Linked DNA regions of Mus musculus: region 2 is linked to region 1. Evidence: chromatin contacts called from public Hi-C data. All regions are on one chromosome and are shown on one strand. Each heading gives the region's core, a stretch centred on a gene start, on an enhancer-like site or on the middle of the called end of the contact. The rest is flanking DNA. Distances are from core to core; before and after follow the strand shown. Region 1 has its middle 80 kb from the start of Prox1. Region 2 has its middle 48 kb from the start of Gm38452.

Region 1 (2,905 bases), core at 6-2,505:
AGACCTCAGAAGGACAAAAAGGAGGTGACAAGTGCAGGAGAGACAGACAGACAGACAGAAAGAGAGAGATGATCTGCTCAAGCCTCATCATAATGCTCATTTCATGGTCTAAACAGGATGCTCTCTCATGTCTCTGGCTCAGCACCTAACCCTTCAAGGACCAGACCTGTGCCTTGCCCAGCTGGGGAGCAGGCTGTTCAATCAGCACTTTTGCCCACATACTCACTGAGAAGGCTAAGGAAGCAAGGTCAACATAGGAGCATGGAGGACAAGGACAGGGACAAGGCAGGAGACAGAAGCCTAAACCCCTGTCTGGCTTAGATGGTGTAAACCTGGAGGGAGACAGGGCAAGAGGCAGACTCTGGGCTGAAAGAACACACATGGAAGGCTGCGTTAAAGGGAAAGCCGGCAGGGCTGGGAGACGGCCCCACCACCCCCGTGCCTGCTGCACAAAGGTGACAACTGTGTTTGGTTCCTCATCATCTGGATGATAGGTGGGTGTGGAGACCCACGGTAACCTCAGCGCTCAGGACTTGGAGACAGGGGACCAAAGATATAAGTTAGCTGGCTGAAGGGGCTGAATTGGGGAACTCTGGATTCAGATGAGAAATGCTGGCTTAACACACACACACACACACACACACACACACACACACACAGAGAGAGAGAAAGAAAAACAGAGACACAGAGATACAGAGACAGAGAGACAAAGAGAGACAGAGACATGGTGAGAGATTTCAAGGACGACACCTGATGTCAACCTCTGGCCTTCACACAGCGTGACAAGGAGGGACAGTCAGTAGCAGGTTTGGCTATAAGAAAATCACCAGGAAAGGGTCGCAGGAAGTCGAAGAGACAAGTTGGAAGCAAAGGGATTGGTTAAGTCAGGAGACAGCTGCTGGCAAGAAGCAGCCAACAGAACAGAAGCAGGCAGACTCTCTGGACCCGGAAAGAATGACATATCCTGATACCGTCTTCCCAGGCCAGACCTAACGGCTCCCAGGCACACAAAATAGTTAAAAAAACAAACTACAACTGAATGAGAAACAGGCAAAGAGGCCCCTAAGCACACAGCCACCCTGCCTGCTCAGCATGTCTGCTCAGCAGTGTCAGTCCCCAAAGGCTTCACACCACGCTTACACCTCGGAGTGCACCCCTCCCCTCGGCAGTGATGAAGACATCTAGGCAGCCAGAGAAACCCAGAAGCAGCAAGCGCGGGAGGGGAGAGTGTGTTACAGAGCCCAGCATCTGTGGCAAGCAGCTGCCAAGCAATCTCCATGTGTCCCTGCAGCTGTCAGTGTGAGAGTGATGGGAGATGGGACAGAAGGAAGACAAGAACTTGAACTTGCTGCAGCGCACTGTGCATGCCAGGCAGGTAGGTGGGCCCTGCAGAGAGCCATGCTGACCCTGTGGGTAGGTGGGCCCTGCAGCGAGCCATGCTGACCCTGTGGGTAGGTGGGCCCTGCAGAGAGCCATGCTGACCCTGTGGGTAGGTGGGCTCTGCAGAGAGCCATCTGACCCTGTGGGAACATTGAAAGCTCTAGGTTTCCTCGGAGAAGAGGGCTCTCACAGAGCCCTTGGTTAGCAAGGCCAATCCTGCTGTGAAAAGCTCATTGCCTCACCTGAGCCAGTGGCCCAGGAAAGCTGCCTGCCTGCTTCAGCAGTGCCCTTTAGCTGCATTTCAGAAACTTGGTCTCTGTCTGTCAAGCTGCAGTATGAGAAAATCATCTTGGCTTCAAAGGATGGAAGTCCTACCTGCACTGTGTGCAGATGTGGTGGTGACACCTGTATCCTCAGGGTTTGCAGTACAGTGTGCAGGTGTGGTGATGACACCTGTGACCTCAGCACCTGCAGTACAGTGTGCAGATGTGGTGGTGACACTTGTAACCCTAGTGCCTAGGGGCCTGTGGCCAGAGGATCTAAAGTTCCAGCCCACTTGGGCCATGCCTCGAGTCCCTCTCACAGAACAACAGATGAAGTAAAGTGGGAGAATTATTTGAGAATTTCATGATCCCCTTACTGCCAAATAAACAGAGACATGACCCAGGTTAAGGTCATTCGACCCAAATATAAAATTATTGCTTCTGTTGTTCACCAGCTGCTAACTGCGAGACAAGGTCTGGGTGTTGTCCTCCAATGCTCAGACATTTATTAAGTATCTACATAGCACACAGAAGCAAGATGGGGCTTTTGAAGACTTCCTTATTTTCATATTGTGTGTATAGGTATTTTGCTTCTACACATGCAAATACACCCCATGCATGCAGTGCCTATGGAGGCCAGAAGATGGCATCAGACACCCCCCGGAAACAGAGTTTACAATTGTGTGGGTGCTGGGAACAGAACCTGGGTCCTCACAAGAGCAAAAAGTGCTTTTACTTGATAAGTCATCTCTCCTGCCCAGAGTTTAGTTTTGAAGCAGCTGAAAGAGACACGGAAAGAAAAAAATAAAGTATACCAGGCCTTCAGCCCAGGGACAGTTTTCATGGCTGTCATCCAGGTACAATGAGGCTAAGATCCAGCCAGCCATCTGTACAGGGCAGGCGTTTCAGGTAGTCAGCTCCAGCCTCTTTGGCTTAGCCAGTTCTCTGGGAACCTGGTACTAAACATAACACTTGGAAGATCACACCTGTCCACAGCAAACTTGCAAGGCCAAGTGTCTGGGACTCATCCTCATGGGGATGAATGGGGGTGAGAATTCTCAAGGGCTGACCTTGTAGATAAAGAGGACAGTATCGGGAAGATCAAAAGCAGTTCAAGAAAGATCATCCTACCACAGAGAAGACAAAAGGCAAAGACTGATACCCAATGTTTCTCTCTGACTTCCATGTACTGGGGTATGCCCTGCTCTGAATTACCCATGTAAATGTGCACATCCATGTATACACACACACACACACACACA
Region 2 (3,330 bases), core at 749-3,248, 430 kb before region 1:
CTAAGCCTGTATGTCATCCTTACTTCTGCTTGAAGAATCCTTGGGCCTTTTCTGGCTTGGTAGTAATAATTCCACGGCAGGGTCAACAGAGGCACCAGATTTCAGGTCTCCATCCATGATCTAAATCAGCTACATCTGGGCAAGTGTAAAACTCCCACCTCAAGATTTAGCCTCAGACGTCACCCTGGTTCTTGTCACCTCTGCTGCCTTCTCAAGAACCCCACTTTGCACATGAAATTTGTTCCATTCAATGAATGTGATCCATAATGAGCCCACTGTGTGCTGAGCCTACTATGTCCTGGGCATGGCACCTTTCCTGGGAAACAGAAACTTCCATCAAAGGACTTTGTGCTATTTTTTTTTCCCCTGAAAAGATGAATACAGGCTGATTTGCGTTGATCTGATTACCAAATGCAGAGAGAGGCTTTAGTTTTTAAACGAGACATCCAGTTCACACCAGAGTGTCTGCACACCAAGGGTCTCAGAGTGTGATTCGAGAACAGAGGCAACGTGGGTGGCTTTCTAACCAAACCCCGGGCTGGTATAGCTGAGATGGTTTAGACCATGGAGTAGGTCCCCCCCCCCCCCGCCACTTTTGGTGGCTCATTGTCTCTGCTCCTTCCTCTGTGCCCTGCTCCTTAGTCTGCAGCCTAGTTTTCTGGCTGTCTGAGCTTTGTCTGTTTTACTCTCCTGTCTTGCACACAAGGAATTGGCCATATCTCACTGCCATCAAATGGGGCACGGGACTTTCCAATCTCAGGCTAAGTTGTCTAAGGCTCCCACCAAGTGCTCGTCCTCCTGAGCCCAGTCCTGGGCACCACCCTTGCTCTCGGAGCTTCTGTGTGGGATTTCAACCCTGCCGAGACATTTGGCTACTTGAATTTACTCATCTCCAAGAGTGTGTGTGACACAGACAGACCATGCTAGCTTATGCCCAGAAACCCCACTAAAGGAGCGAGGACAGATGCAGCCACCACTGCCCTTGGTGGGGGAGGCCATCGAACAGAAGGCCACGAGAGCGGGCCATGGCACACAAAGTCTATTGTCCCCGCTGTGGTGGTGCTGGGTCTGTCAGTGCCTCTTCTCCAGGGCTGCTGGGCTGGAGGCCTGTGAAGTGCCCATGGTGGATGGGCACATGGCCCTGGAGGCTGCCTTGCCAACAGCGACCGCCCAGCAGGGAAGTAGGAAGGCAGGGAAGAACTTCATGCCTCCAGGATTTCCCAATCTATTCTGAGAAGCCAAGGATGACTTGGGGACCTTCCTGCAGATGACTCTCTGAGATCCTCCCTTAGTTGAGAAGTGGATCTGGAACAGGAGCCTTTTTTCAGAATGGCCTCATGTGGAGGGACCTAGCTGGTTACAGTCTCTGTTACCCCACCCCCACCCCCCATCCTCCCCTCATCCTCCCCTCATCCGCATGCACTCACAAATAAGAAAGGATGGTAAATTCTGGAAGATCTCATGTGGTTTCCCCCCCATCCCGCAACACTGAGTGATCACCATTCTGAGCAGGCACCACATGGATTAGAGAGAAGGTCTTAAGAGAGAGCCTGTGGGCATCTCTCATCCTTTCGGATGAAGACTGAGCACACGGTTGGTGTGAACTCCATGAGGACCCAGGTGACGGGAGCCCCCTGTTGAGCTCTGCTTGGGCCCAGGGGTGAATGGAGGGGTAGTGTGGTGTGCTGAGAAACTTGTTGAAGAGAGCTTTGCAAACAATGGCCACCGAATGCCAAAGCTGGCAGGCAGTGGTTCTTAATGTCTGAATGGAAGTGGCTGGAGCTAGCCTTCTTTCTTTCTTTTCTTTTCTTTCTCCCCCCCTCCAACCCCACAGTCACTGTTGCCAAGAAAACAAGGAGTTAGCTGTTTTAAGCATTTACAAATGGTAATGTCCCAACAGCTGGTCTCAGTCCAACAGAGCTATTGTAAGCGTATTAAAAAGACAGGCCAGAGTTGGAGATGTACTGCCAACCTCCCTTGCAGAGTTGGGGAACATTTTACTTGGAAAAAAAGGTCTTATGTTCCTGCAGAGATCGACAGGACGGTTCTCCTGTGGAGTCAGCGCCTCGCTTGGCAGAGCAGGCGGCACGGGCAGGCGAGCCAAATGCTTCCACGACTGGGAAGCGTGGAGTCTGCGGGCTTGCGCTGGATCCATCAGCGCAGCCATGCAGCCTCCCTGCCCGTGACAGGAGGCTCACATGCACGTGTGCAGAGACGCGGCTGTCCTGGATGTCCGAGCCTGGGTGCAGCAGATGCTGGACCAGCCTCAGGAAGGTTGGGGCTATGTTGCCGAGTCTTCCTTTACATCCACCACGCCCTCCTCTCCCTTCTACACAGGCCAAGAAAAGGAAAATAGAAGTCTAAAGAAAACACTACCCCCCTTCTTGTCTCCATCCTCGGCTTCAGAACAGCAGGCAGAGAGAGGCACCCCAGCTCAACCCTCATTCTGGGGTGTTCTTCGGGTTTTCATCCTAGGAAATTGTACTAGCCAGAGCCCGCTTCTTTACTGAAGGCAATTACCAGCGGGCCCTGCGTTTATGGACGAGGCCTGGTGGAAAGTAATAGAAAATGATTATTTTTTGTTCTGAAGGCCATCTTTATTAGTCGTGCGGCAGGGACGTCAGCTGCCTCTCTGAATGGCAGTGTGCAGTGTTTTGCTTTCCCCAGCAAGATAAACGATCTTATTTGTTGATGTTTGGTGCTTGAAATGACATTTATGTGAAATAAAAGAGACCAAATTAATAATAAAAAAATGATTAGTTAGACACAAATGAAAAATGTACATCTCCCCCCCCTCAGTTAAATTGTTTATGTTTACATGTTATTCACAAATAATGGCAAGACGCCCAATAGTTGGATGGTAGGGATTTTTTTTTTCTTTTACAATCATATGGCTTGATTCTGTTCTCCAGATCTTGTCTGAAAGCAGCTATTTGAAATAAAAATGTTTGCATCCATCTCCTCGTTAATCCTTCCGCTGTAATCCAACCTGCTGTAGGGAAATAGCAAAGCAGATGTAACAATGAAAATTGAAAGGGGTGGACACTCATCTCCGCTATAAAAGCTGCTCTCCGTGCAGCCGCGAGAGAAGCTTTTGGATGGAAAATATGGTAAATGATGGTGACAGCCACTGGGATAAGAGTTCGCTATCTGGAGCACTCGGGTGGGGTATTGCCCTGCTCGTAACGGCTGGAGGAGCACTCCTGGGTTTAGTGTACACCAGAGAGCACGTCTGTTGGCTCTGCCTTGAGGCCGGTCGTCGCTTTTTTGGTATCTCTACCCATCTGCTTTCTCACTGGGCTGGAATTTTCTAGATACAAACGAGCACTT

What was found. A called contact is a pair of places that touch in the nucleus more often than the background predicts.
Region 2: a contact with region 1 is called in a Hi-C map of cerebral cortex, with 1.9 times the contacts expected there. The contact joins two enhancer-like sites. A contact is called at or near these places in 1 of 484 Hi-C or Micro-C datasets (cerebral cortex) and 3 of 115 datasets of contacts at active chromatin or transcription factors (embryonic stem cells, forebrain and hepatocytes).

The regions. Positions count from the first base shown.
Region 1 is chr1:190,249,076-190,251,980 of GRCm38.p6, reverse strand. No RefSeq gene overlaps it. Among named protein-coding and RNA genes, the nearest start is that of Prox1, 80 kb to the right of the region's middle. Within about 2 kb of position 1,255, at least 16 of the 459 cell types and tissues checked have an H3K27ac peak or open chromatin away from gene starts, as enhancers often do. A contact at or near this core is called in cerebral cortex, where this site is marked.
Region 2 is chr1:190,681,044-190,684,373 of GRCm38.p6, reverse strand. No RefSeq gene overlaps it. Among named protein-coding and RNA genes, the nearest start is that of Gm38452, 48 kb to the left of the region's middle. Within about 2 kb of position 1,998, at least 57 of the 459 cell types and tissues checked have an H3K27ac peak or open chromatin away from gene starts, as enhancers often do. A contact at or near this core is called in cerebral cortex, where this site is marked.